2 separate regions of the Sus scrofa genome follow, and region 2 is linked to region 1. A link is a contact called in public HiChIP or PLAC-seq data. All regions are on one chromosome and are shown on one strand. Each heading gives the region's core, a stretch centred on a gene start, on an enhancer-like site or on the middle of the called end of the contact. The rest is flanking DNA. Distances are from core to core; before and after follow the strand shown.

The links. HiChIP or PLAC-seq counts read pairs in DNA pulled down with a chosen protein or histone mark.
Region 2: a contact with region 1 is called in an H3K27ac HiChIP or PLAC-seq map of alveolar macrophages. The contact joins the promoter of ROGDI here to the promoter of MGRN1 in region 1. A contact is called at or near these places in 1 of 47 Hi-C or Micro-C datasets (epiblast stem cells) and 1 of 2 datasets of contacts at active chromatin or transcription factors (alveolar macrophages).

The regions. Positions count from the first base shown.
Region 1 is chr3:37,745,314-37,751,891 of Sscrofa11.1, reverse strand. It overlaps MGRN1 (E3 ubiquitin-protein ligase MGRN1), which reads left to right and starts at 3,786. Exons shown (of 17, transcript XM_021086677.1): 1 at 3,786-4,044. The coding sequence starts at 3,957.
Region 2 is chr3:37,589,623-37,596,200 of Sscrofa11.1, reverse strand. It overlaps ROGDI (protein rogdi homolog), which reads right to left and starts at 3,219. Exons shown (of 11, transcript XM_021086663.1): 1 at 2,121-3,219; 2 at 1,978-2,049; 3 at 1,236-1,318; 4 at 927-981; 5 at 146-226. The coding sequence starts at 2,165. It overlaps GLYR1 (putative oxidoreductase GLYR1), which reads right to left. Exons shown (of 16, transcript XM_013995678.2): 16 at 2,709-4,832. The coding sequence ends at 4,758.

The DNA.
Region 1 (6,578 bases), core at 2,537-5,036:
AAAAAAAAAAAAGAATGGCCTTTCACCTTTACAAAACATCATACATGACTTAATGCAGCCAAAGCACTTGGCACAGCACGGGGGTAGGCGGCTCTAAATGTAGTTACTGCTACATCCTTACCACTGGGACAGTAAGGCATGGTGGAAGGTGAGCAGGCTCTGGAGCCAGACAGACCTAAGTGTCAGTCTCGACTCTGCCACTTAATGATTCTGATGTTAGGACATGGTCCTCCGGCTCTAAGCTTCAGTTTCCTCATTTGTGAAACCCAAGGTAAGAGCTCAGAGCTCTCCCAGGACTGCTCTGGCAGATTAATGCCAGTGAGGTGCTTGGCATGGGCTTGGTGCTCGGAGCACCATTTCTTTGCCTCCACCCGGACTGCTCTAGGGGACCCAAGCCCCATTTTACAGATGAGGAAACCGAGGTTGGAATCCAAACCTCTTTACACTCTTGACAGTGTTCAGAGCCCGTGGAGGAGAGCAGGCGCCCAGTGAGCAGCAGGTGTGTTTCTGGCAAAGGAGGATGGGCACTGCCCTGGCAGGACCCACTGGGGGCTTTTCTTGCTTAGCGAGAGAGGGAGTACCTTCGCTCAGGTGCCTGCCTAGACCTGCCCAGCCCAGAAGGAGCTCTTCCAGGCCAGCCAGCTGCCTGGGGTGGGGCAGTGGGGTAGTAGGAGCGAAGGTCCGCCCTCTCGCCCCTACGGCCCCCCAGCCAGCTTGTTTTTCCAAGGGCAGCAGGGAATGAAAAACAAGCTTGTTTGCAGCCAGGATCAGCCTGGCTAGAGGGTGGACTTTGGATTTCTTAACAGGCTTGGATGGGGCCTGACAGTCGGGGTCAGTAGATGGGGGAAGGGAGGGATAAAAGGCATTTGGGGCAGTGCCTTCATCTTATCTGAAGTCCAGGGAGATTGAGGACCTTGCCAGAGTTGGAGGGCCCAGAGCCCTGCATTCCTTCAGTCACTCCACGGATGTGTTTATCAGGCATCCACTGGGTCTGGGAAGACAGGAATGCATCAGCAGCAATCCTGCTCCCTCAGGAGGCTCGTGAAGTCTAGACTTGAAGGACTCCTAACTAGGAAGCCATGAAGTGGGTCTGTCTTTATGACTCCAAGGACCAGATGCTGGCTGACGGAGGGGCCTTGAGGTCTGGGCCCTTACTCCTGACCTTACTCCTCACCTCTGCACCCCAACCCTCCTGCCTCCTTGACTCTAGCCACACTGGGCTTTGAGCTCATGGATCTCACTCAGCTCCGCAGGGCCTTTGCACATGCTGTTCTCCCTGCCTGGAACCTAGGCTGACCTACTCCTTCAGAGTTTGCCTGGTTGGTTCTTACTTGTACTTCAAGTCTGGGCTTACATATCACCTCCTCCGAGAAACCTTCCCTGACTCCCTTATCAATGGTACGCCGGTCCTGGTGTTTCATGGCACCTTAGTCCATTCCCCTATAACACCTTTTTTTTTTTTTTCTTTTTGCCTTTTCTAGGGCCGCTCTCATGGCAGATGGAGATTCCCAGGCTAGGGGTCTAATCAGAGCTGTAGCCACTGGCCTACGCCACAGCCACAGCAACGAGGGATCCAAGCCACGTCTGCGACCTACCCCACAGCTCACGGCAACGCTGGATCCTTAACCCACTGAGCAAGGCCAGGGATTGGACCTGCAACCTCACGGTTCCCAGTCAGATTTTTTAACCACTGCGCCACGATGGGAACTCCCTACAGCACCCATATTTTGTATTTTTATACACTTGTTCTCCTTTCATGTCTGTTTCTCACTAAACGTTCCATATCTGTGGGTTTTACCATTTAATCTCTATGCCTGGCTCATTGCTTTTTACATAGTAGCGTGATAAATATTTGTTGAATAAAAAAATGAATCAGCCAAGATGTTGATAATAGAACCAGGATCAAATCAGAAAGGTCCTATCTCCAAATAGTGGGTGGAGAAGCACAGAACCATACACTTCAAGTCCAAAGCTCTTTTGAGAGGAGTATGTAATTAATCAGACATCCAGCCCATGGAAACGGCTGCCCTGGCCCACGATCCATAGGGAGGACGTGCTCTTAGGGTTGTTTTTCAGCCAGAACATCTGGGCCCTTAGTATCCTCCTCCCCTCCCCTCCAAACAGGGAGCCTGGTAAATTGGATGCCGTGTTGGTATATCTATTTATGTATATATGATTCAACAGTGTTATGTGATTCAACAGAAAGCCTTTTAAAGGAAGAGAAGAAAGGTCACATGGGATGGGGGTGTCTTCAGGCCCATCTGGGGGCAAGAGACAAGAAATCTGGCACTTGAGGGTACCTGTCTCGGGTGGGGGTGGGTAGGGGTGGCAGGAGAGCGTGGCATTAAAAGGAGTGGCCTGGGTCAAATTCCAGCTGTATTACCACTTATCTACTATGCAAGCTGAGTGGGATACTCCACGTTGCCTAGCCTCTTTCCCCTTCAGTAAATTGGGAATGAAAATAGAACCTACGACAGAGAATTAAAAGAGAGGATATGGAGTTCCTGCTGTGGCACAGTGGGTTAAGAACCTGATTGCAATGCCTCTGGTTGCTTCGGAGGCGCAGGTTCACTCTTGGCCAGGTGCAGTGGCTTAAAGGACCTGTAGGTTACAGCTGTGACTTGGATTTAGTCCCTGGCCCAGAAACGTCCATATGCTGCAGGTGTGGCCTTTAAAAATAAAGAGGAGATGTGTGTTTAGCCCTCAACACCAATGTCTAGCACATAGTAGGGGTGCAGTAAATGGGGATCTTGGGTGCAGGGCAGAAAGTTTAAACCGAGCTTCCCCAAGACCTGGATTCTCCCTCATAATCACACAAATCCCTCACCTCCGTTTTTATTTTTGGCTTTCCAAGTCTCCTGAAAATAGGAAGGTTATATTCTGGATGGGTTCTGGCCTCTAGGAAGCTGTAGGGCTCACTTTAATGCCAACTGTGGTGAATTTACCATCTGAGACTCTTAGCCAGCCTCTGCCCTCCCAACACCTATCTTGGGGAAAGTCCTTTCTTAGAATCGCCTTTTCGCAACTGAAAAGTAGGTGAAAACAGATTCTCATTTGGTCTGCTTAGAGTTTTGTGTGAATCAAAACCAAGAAAGTACATTGCAACCTGACAGGAGGCTTAATCTCTAACCTGAATCTTATAAACTTGTCTTCAGCGCCATTCCGGGTGGCCCTCCCTCATTTGTGCCTTAGTTCCCCTCTCTGTATAGTGCGGAGAGGTCTACTGCCTCTGCGGGGAGCTTTAAAATTATGTCTTCAAAGTAACTGTTCTGGACGTGGAGCTGGAGAGATGCCTAGAGTTTTGGGGAAGGTGCCTCGTTTCTCCTGTGAGCACCGCTCTGGGTGATTGGGGTTCCGTCCCAACTCTTTGCAGGTGGCAGGTAAGGGTCTGCCCTCTGCTGGCCGGGCCAGGAGATTAAATCCCGGGAAGTGGGGAGATCCATGGTAGTGCAGAGAGATTTTTTTCAGAAAGGAGTAAATGGAAGGCGTTGGTTCCTAGAAGAGACTATGTATGAAAATAAAATTATTAATAGAAGGCTAAAGAACTACGACGTTAGTCTTGTGCTTGGAATGCAGAGGGAGGGATAATTTGCACTGCAGTTGATGGGGTCCTCCCCTCTGGACTCCGGTCCATTTGGTTTGTCCCGAAGCATTTGTCAACAACTTCAGCGAGCCTGGGCGAGAAGCTTCCTGGGAAATGTAGTTCCTAGGTGGGCCTCCCGCGCGGCCGCCGGGCAGCGTCGGCGCGGAGGGGACTCCATTTCCCGAGGTGCCTCAGCGCCGGGGGGGCGGAGGGCCGCCGTGGCGTCGGGCCCGAGGCCGAGCCGGGGGTGGGGGCTCGGAGGCCGAGCGCCCGCGGCTGTGGGCGAGTGTCCGTGCGGCCTGGTCCGGGCCATGACTGTGTGAGGCCGCCGCAGCTGCCCCTGTCCCAGCCTCGGCCCAGCCCGCCTCGCACCATGGGCTCCATCCTGAGCCGCCGCATCGCGGGCGTGGAGGACATTGACATCCAGGCGAACTCGGCCTATCGCTACCCACCGAAGTCCGGTGAGGTGCTGTCCCGGCCCCGGCCCTGGGCGCAGACAGCGAGGCGCGGGCTGGGGCGCGGGCCTCTCCGCGGAGGGTGGATTAGGAGCTCTGGTCGGCCCGCGGGCCCCTCTGCAGCAGCCCTACCCGGGGCTCCGCGCGCTCCGCCACCAGGACCCCGGGGCGTGGGTCGGGCCCGGGGCTGACTGCCTGGTCCCGGCTAGGTGACCTTGGGTCAGTCAGTTCGCCCCTGCGTGCCTCCGCTCCCTCGGCTGCACAGGGCGAGACACTCAATAGGAAACCCCCAGGGTGGGGGGGTGAGGTTCAGGGGCGCGACGCTGGTGAGGGCTTAGCACGGTGCCCGGCGCTTCGCTTGTGCTGATAAAGTGGTCATTGTCCAAAGGATTGACATCACTTCTTCGCCAGTTTTCGCTTCCTTTGGGGGTTCCCTTCTTCGCTTCCTGCGAAGACCCAGCCAGTGGTTCTGGACACTCTCCGTGTCTTCTGGACAGGGGCTTGGCTGTCCTGTGTCCTGGCAGGTGTGCGTGGTGTGTGGTGGATGGTGGGTGGGCCCAAGGAGGCCCTGCCGCCATGGATGGGAGAGCAGCTGGGAATCCTTAGTGGAGAACCTGAGAATGATTGGAGGAGATTTGCCAGGCTCGCCTGTGTCCTGTTTTGTGGCTGAGAGACCTGAGCCTCCAGGGAGGAAGTGACTTTGGAAGAAGTGACTTTCTCAAGGTCTCAGGGCTGGATGGAAGTGCATCTGGGAGCAGGACCTGGACTTGGACTCTCAGACGGTTGTACCCACCCCACTGTTCTGTTTCTGATGATGAGTGTGGCCTAACCTGGAACTTTAGTTGGGCTTTCTCACTCTTGCCGTCTCCTCATCCCTTCATTTGCCCAGAGAGGAGAGAAGGAGGAGGATGGGGAGGGAGGACCAAGGAGAAGCCTTTGATCTGAGGTCGTGGTCTTCCAGGCCTCACAGCTGGCCTGCGGGCAACCTCCCGGCCAGGTTTCCTTTGAGTGTCCTCCAGAACCACCTGTGGGGAAGCTTGTTTAACGTGCATTTCCCAGGCCCCACGTCAGACTTGCTGCCCCTGCCACTGTGGCCTAGGAACCTGCATTTAAACACCTCAAAAAATGTTAGCTGCTGTAATGGCTTGAAAAGAAAATTAGAAAATTCTAACTGCATTTAGACTCTGAGGTGACCAAGTCAGAGTCTAATTGCAGTTAGCAGTGACTTGGCAGAGATAGCAAAAAGTTTAAGCTGGGGGAGTTCCCGTCGTGGTGCAGTGGAAACGAATCCGACTAGGAACCATGAAGTTGCGGGTTCAATCCTTGGCCTCACTCGGTGGATTAAGGATCCTGCGTTGCTGTGGCTGTGGCGTAGGCCAGCAGCCACAGCTCCGATCGACCCCTAGCCTGGGAACCTCCATGTGCTGTGGGTGCAGCCCTAAAAAGATAAAAGACAAACAAAGGTTTAAGGTGGCACCTGCTGTTCTCTGGGATCAGAGCAAACTTGATATTTTTTCCTTTGGGCGTTTGGACAAAATCACAAAAGGCACTTAGAGCACCACTTTTGGATCCTACGTGGCAGATTTTGTTAATCAGTTGGGCCACTCTTGGCTACAGTCAGCCACGTCTCATCGATTGGGGCTGGCATCTGGGTGCCATGGGCCACCTCAGCTCTGCTGCCAGTGATAGCAAGACTCTCTTGGGCCTGTCCTTTCTGCTTCCTTGTCCCTCTGGCCACCTTGTTCCAGGAGGCAGCTGGGGACCTACGCAGTGCTTTAGTATGTTTCCTCAAGGGTGGGCTGGGGATGGGAGGGGGGGCTTTGAGATGATTTTAGGGACCCATGGGCCATAGTCCATTTATGAGAAAGTTGATCTCTTTTCAAGTCTGGGCCAGTTTTGTTGATCGTATTGAATCGTTGAGTGCTGGTAGTTTTTTCTTACAGCTCTGTAACACTGTCCATTTTTCCCCCCAGCTTTATTGAGACATAATTGGCATATAACATTATGTAAGTTTAAGGTTGTACACATATTGATTTGATATGTATATTTATCGGAGAATGATTATCACAGTAAGATCAATTAACATACCTGTCACAGAGAGGGAAGGGGGAGGGCTTCTAAAATCTCTCGTCAGGGAGTTCCCTCTGGTGCAGCAGGTTAAGGACCTGGCACTGTTGCTGCTAGGACGTGGGTTCAGTCCCTGACTGGCTGCAGTATGTTAAGGATCCTGTGTTGCTGCAGCTGAGGCTCAGATCCCCGGCTTGAGAACTTCCACATGTTGAGGGTGTGGCCCCCCAAAAAAATAAACTTAAAAAATGAGTGCAATAAATAATAAAGTGGAAATGAACCCAACTAGTATCCTGAGGATGTGGGTTGGATCCCTGGCCTAACGTGGTGGTGGGTTAAGGATCTGGCATTGCCGTGGCTGTGGTGTAGGCTGGCATCTGTAGTTCCGATTTGACCCCTAGCCTGGGAACTTCCATATGCCACACCTGCGGCCCTAAAAAAAAAAAAAACTCCTGTCTGATTTTCTTTTCTTT
Region 2 (6,578 bases), core at 1,970-4,469, 160 kb after region 1:
AGCTGCACTGCTAGGAAAAACACCTTCCCAGGCTTGCTGTGGTTGAAAGTCCCCACAGGCCCAGCCTGGGAGGCCTCAGTGCCGCCAAGGGCCTGCCCCTGCCTGCCCTTGAGGCATAAGCCCTGGCCAGGGGAGGGCTGGTTACCTGCTGCAGCTTCCACTGCTTGTCCTCCCGGAAGGCGAAGTGCAGCAGCTGGTTGTTCCTGGGCATCTTCAGGTTCACGTCCTGATGGGCAAGAGCAGGATAAGCCGGGCGGAGGGACGCCCTCCTGCTTTGGGGCACTCTGAGCCCTTGAGCCAGGGGCAGAAATAGAGGGGGGGCGGTGGTCACACCCCAGTCCCTCCCTGGGGCAGAGGGTCTAACACTCTGGCCATTTGTGGGGGTGAAGAGGCCGGCCAGGAAACAGGAACTTGGGCTCAAGCGGAACCAGAAAGAAATGAAAGGGAGAAAGGGAAGGAGGCCTCGGCCGGGAGGAAGCGTGCGGTGATGGGGAAACAGGGAATATTTGTACACACCAAGGGCTGGAACGCCCACCTGCCGGGGAGAGGGACCTTCCCGGGGGGCTTGGCAACTGCCACAAGGTCAGGTGCAGCCAGGGCTCAGATGACGGCTGATTTCACCTTGATCTGGGGCCAGCCTAATCCTGCCAGTGCCCACAACGTCCCTGGGCCCAGACTCTGAGTAGAGCTGTGTGCAAAGCATGCCCCCCCACCCCCTCACTGAAGAAGCACACCAATCCCATAAGCAGGTTAAGGGGGCTGCTGTCATCTTACAAATGAGGAAACTAAGGCCCAGAGAGATCAAGGATTCTGCCCAGAGTTTCACAGCTGGTGGCAGAGCTGAGATAAGCAGGAGGCCCCCAGGCTCCCCGCCCCACTGGCTCCTGGGGCAGCATGGGAAGGGGGAGAGGGGCCAGGGGACTCACCGCCTGGCTCAGGGCATCCCCTTGCAGCGTCAGCACGCCCTTCACCTGGTCTGTGCTACAACAGGGGAGAGTCAGAGCGGCCCGCAGCTGCCCCCTCCCACCACTCAGTCCTTTCAACAGGCTGCCCCTGGCTGTCACGGGATGGTCCAGCCTGTCCCCACGCACACCCTCTGGACGTCTGGGGAGCTGAAATCAGTTTGCTGGGCAAGGCCTTGGCCATGCCTTTCGTCCTAGAGAGTATCCCAAATGACCCTCCTTCCAAGAGCCCACCCCCCACCCCGTCCCAGTTTCCACACAGTCGGGGCTCACCCACAGCTGCCCAGGATGAAGTTCTCCTGCTTCGTGGGCCCCTCCGTGCCTGAGCCCGGCAGAGTGAAGCGAAGAGAGGCCTCCTGGGGGGCAGAGGGGAGTGGGGTAAAGTTTACCCACTCAGGGCAGTGCTTCTTCCGAAAGCCCCTCCCCCACAGCCTGAGTTTCAGGTCCTACCTGAGCTGATACCTGCTCCTTCCACATTCCCTGGGTGCCTACCGTGCGCCCAACAAGGGATAAAGAACTGAGACGCCCTGCCGGCCAGGTTAAGTCGCTCAGATGGGGGGAGCCAAATCAGGGAAAGCAGTAGCCATGGTAACCTGCAATTCTGGCCTTACCAGGCACTGCCTGGACAGTTTTTGCGACTCGACTGGCTTTTTTTATCTTCACAGCAGCCCTAAGGCCGGTACTGCTATCTCCTTTTTGCAAAGGGGAGGCCCAGCCAGATCAAATGCTTGGCTGAAGTCAAAATGCTGGGTCCTTCAGAGCTGTGGTGAAAGGGCAGTTTCAAAGGAAGCTCTCCCCCTCCCGACCCTGGGGCTCAATCCAGGGCCAGGGCGCTCACACGGCTGCTTGTGGAACTGGGTAACTACCTGCTGGTGGTCCTGGCTAGACTCTAAATTCACTAAGGGCAGGGCGTACACAGTCGCGTACCCAGTCGGCGCTCGGGCGGCAGCTGCGGGAGGCGGAGGAGGGAGCCGCGCTGGGGAGGGTGGGGACAGAGACCCTCGAGGCGCGTTACCTTGAGGATGTCCTGTAGCTGCCTTAGCACGGCGTGCACCTCATCGTGCAATAACCAGCGAAACTCCTCCTCCTGCGGGGACAGGCCCGCTGTCAGTCGCCTGGGCCCACTGCCCCCCGCCCCACCTCGCCCGCGCCACTCACCAGCACCGCCCGCTCCGCCGCCGTCGCTGCCATCACGGTAGCCATCGCCGCCGCTCGCTGCCCAGCGACCGTCACCTGCCCGCGGTCTGCTTGTCGCTCGTCGCTCGGAACACCGGCGGCGCCCCAGCCCACCCCCCGCCGCCGATTGGCTGCGCGTGCTCCCGCCCCGCCCCCAGCCCCCTGCGCCGCAAGGGCCCTCAACCCGCCCGCGCCGGCTGGTCCTGGACGCCGCCGGCACCAGCGCCGAGCACTCCGGCTGCCCCGCGGCGGCCGCTGGTCCCGCCCCTTCCCGGCTCCGATAGGGCGCCCAGCTTCGCTCGCACTCACCTATTGGCCGGCGAGACGGCTTGCTCTCGCTGCTCCCGGCGATTGGCCGACAGGGAAGTCTATTCCCGCCCGGTCTCGCCACCGGCCCGCTAGTTCCGTTGGCCGGGAAGAAACCCTCGGCCCGGGCCTACACCTCTTTTCTTCACATAGCGCGGTGTCCGTATTCCGGCGCGGACCACCACCAAGATCCAGTTGTGTTATCAAGAAACGTTTTATTTTGTTTGCAGTAGCCTTTTGTTAATTGCACAAAATCATGTTTTGTTTTTGCCATTTAAACATCACACAGTCCTATTCTGAAAGACAAATGTTCATTAAAAACAAAGCAAAAAATAAAAATTCACAACCTTAATTACCTAGATTTGTCATTTAAAGGAGATTTAAAGGAAAAAAAAAGGGGTTGTGGAAGAGGGGCTTTCTTACAAGCTTTTTCACAAGTGTCACATTTTCTCCTTAAAAGGGAAGGATTTCAAAACAAAGGTGAAATAGCTTAAACAGAAATATTCATAAAAAGGAACTTTACAGAATTGTCAACAATATTAAGACAACACTAACCAGTTTCATTACAGCATCCTCCCCCACCCCCACCCCCCAGTGTCCCGCTAGGACTAGAACAGGCTTTGTGTTCAGACAGAAAATTCAAAATCCCAGTGAAATTAACAACTGTGCCAAAAACCACAGGGATCTCCCCTGCCCCCATTTTCTGAGACCCCCTAACCTGGGTTTCGATGGGCTGAAAAGGAACAAGGCTGTAAAGCAGAGGGGCCCAGACCAGCATGGCCGCCTCGTATTTATTACATATTCACTGTAAATGCTGACCCTCTAACGTGTGACTTTGGAAAACCCAACCCGTGCCGAGGGAGAAACACTGACATCCTTTCGGTGACTTCTCCTTTTTCTTATGCCACGTTCTAAGCCCCTCTGGTCCCCTATCCCAGGAGAAATGCTCGGGTCTCGAGGATGTCTTAGATCCACCTCTGAGGGTTAGTTAACTCAGGTCTGGTCAGGCCTGGTTCTCCGCTTTCCTCCCAACAGTCCCCGGGCCCCGGAAACACCGAAGACGGTGCTGCTGGCTGAAGTGAAGACAATCAGTCCCGTTTCAAGAGCTGAGCCTAAGAAATGGTCATCGTTAGTCAGGCTGGGTCTGGGCCAAAGAAGGAACAGACAGAAAGAAATACTGTTTCCATAGGAGGAAAAGGGGGAAGGGAGGAGAGCGGAGGTGAGCATGCAAGGGACCTGTGCAGGGACAGGTTGGAGAAGATGGGACTGCTGGGAGGGGACCTGGGTCAGAGTGGCTCTTTAGAACCAGGTAAAGGGGCTATGGCATAACGGAAACAGGAAGGAACCCCCCCCTCCACTCCTTAGTGGTGGCCCTCAGGACCCCTTCCCAAGGGCTGGAATGCAAATCCAAACACTACAACAGCTTGGTGTGGGGAGAGCGCCTCTACACCAGATCAAGTCTGATCCCAGCCCAGGGATCCACAGTGGCGGTGACTTCTGGGACAGGTGCTGAAGAGCAGCGAGGAGAGGAGGCTTCTCTGAGGCTCATCTAGGGGCTGGCTGTTTGCTGCTTTCCCTGGAAAGCCAGAGCCCTGTCTTTGCTTTGACTCTGCCAATCTCTCTTCAGCTCACAAAGGCATTTATGGAGAGCTGGTTGCGCACCGGTAGCTTAAACATGACAATCCTCATCAGCTGGTCACCTGAGGTTGGAGGGCCCGTGGGACTCTCTGTTTAGAGTCTGTGCTGGCTCATCTTGGCCCAGAGCCTCTCCCTCTGCGTGGGATCCAGTGGGGGACGGTGGAGAGAACCATTGCCTCTTTGCTCTGAGGGAAGCAGTAGGAAAGCTTCCAGCTCTCCCTGCTGATTCTAGTTCCTCGACTGGAAGGGGTCTGAGATAAGACAGCTTGGAAGAAGTAGAAAAAAAAAAAAAAAAAAAAAAAAAGCCAGGCAGCAGCTTCTGGGCAGCTTCTATCCTGGGGCAAGAGCCAGTATGTGGTGTGGTGTGGTGTGTTGGGGTGTGTGTGTGTATGTGTGTGTGTGTGTGTGTGTGTGTGAGTGAACACACAGCCACCTAGTCCAGGGCCAGTGCCCAGCTCAAGAGCTTTCCCACAGGCCAATCCTGACGACACCCTCCCCTCTCCAAGACCTTCAGGAGAGGAGCGATGCTGTGTGCTGTGCTGATGGCAAGTCTCAGAGTCTGTATAAAAGGAGATGGAGACAGGTGGACTGGTCCAGAATTAAGTCCCAGGACCCCAACCCCATGTGAGGAAGAGGGGGTCAGGGGGAAGATGGGGGTGGGCTGGGGTCAAGGGCTTAGTGTATGTAGGCTCGGTACACGGCGGACATGTCGTTGTCAGACTGGTCCAGTGCCTTGGCTCTTTTGTACACCTGGAAGAGAAAGGACATGGGCTTAGTCTGACCACGGAGCTGACCTGCTGCCCAGAGGCGGTTCTAGATGCGGTTAGGTGGGTAGGTTCTGGAGTCCAGGTGGTCTGGATGGGACTCCTGGATGCCCCACTGACTGGCCTGATCTTGGACAAAGTGCCTCAGTTCCTCTGTGCCTCCACCACTGGTGCCTGATTTTGTGGAGAAGGTAAAGAGGGCTGTTGCGAGGGTTAAACGCAGCGAGGGATGTAAAGCTCTAAGAGGCAGCCTTCGGCCTCGTTAGTCATTACCATCCTGTCCCGCCCTGCTGGAGACTTGCCAGGTTACTCTCTGGGCTCAGCATGGCGGGCTCCTTCCCAATTGGCTCCCAGGCCTCTCCTGACCACCCTGTCCACAGCAGCAGCTCTACCATTTCACCCGGTCACCTCTATCCCTTTACTCTGTCCTATTCTATTCATACCTCTATTTATGCGCCTCCATCTATTAAAATGTAAGCTCCACAAGGAGAAGGGGCTGCACCCTGTGTCCCCAGAGCCTAGAATGGTGCTTGGCCTTTTAACAGCCACCCCAGAGGCACTAGGTGAAGAAGAAAGAGTGTGAGAAGAATTAAAAGGCCAGAGTTCAACGAAGGCAGAACAGCGTCTAGTCGTGCCGGAACATGCAGCTAGACACAGGTTCCTCCCACATGGCTCACTGCATTTCTTTTTGTTTTAAACACAGCCCAGGGGGTACCTTGGTGGCCTAGCAGCCAAGGATCTGTGTTATCATTGCAGTGGCCTGGTCGTTGCTTATGGCCCAGGTTTGATCCCTGGTCCAGGAACTTCCACAGGCTGCAGATGTGTGTGTGGGGGGAAAGGAGTTCCCATCTTGGCTTAGTGGTAACAAACTCGACTAGGATCCAGGAGGATGAAGATCTGATCCCTGACCTTGCTCAGTGGGTTGAGGATCTGGTGCTGCCGTGAGCTGTCGTGCAGGTTGCAGAGGTGGCTCAGATCTGCTGTGGCTGTGGCTGTGGTTGGCAGCCGTAGCTCCGATTCAAACCCCTAGCCTGGCAATTTCCATATGCCGTGGGTGCGGCCCTAAAAAGAAGAAAAAAAAAAAAAAGGAAAGAAAGAAAGAAAGAAAGAAAGAAAAAAAGACCAAAACCACCCACAAACAAAGCCCAGTTGGAGCTACCATAATTACTGTCCATTACAGCTCCAGTGTAACTGGCAACTCAGAATGAAAACTGAAGAGCTTTTCAGATAAAAGAGAACTAAATCACTGACAGAAGACCTACACTCAAGAAATGCTAAATCAAGTTCTTCCAGCTGAAAGGAAAGGATACCAGAGAGAAATTCAATTCTGCAGGAAGAAATGGAAAGCACTGGAAATGGTAAATTAGAGAAATAAAAACAAATACAAAATTATTTTTTTCTCTTTTCTTTTTTTGGTCTTTTTAGGGCTGTACTCGCTGCACATGGAAATTCCCAGGCTCTGGGTTGAATTGGAGCTATAGCTGCCGGCCTACGTGGCATCCCCAACAACACCGGATCTGAGCCGCATCTGCAACCTATGATGCAGCTTCTGGCAATGCTGGATCCTTAACCCACTGAGTAAGGCCAGGGATGGACCCTGAATCCTCATGGATACCAGCTGGGTTCTTAACCCGCTGAACTATAATGGGAATTCTCTTAATTTCTTTAAAATACATATGACTACTTAAGGCAAGATATTCCAACACCAATGTGTTCAAAACAAAGGCAAATG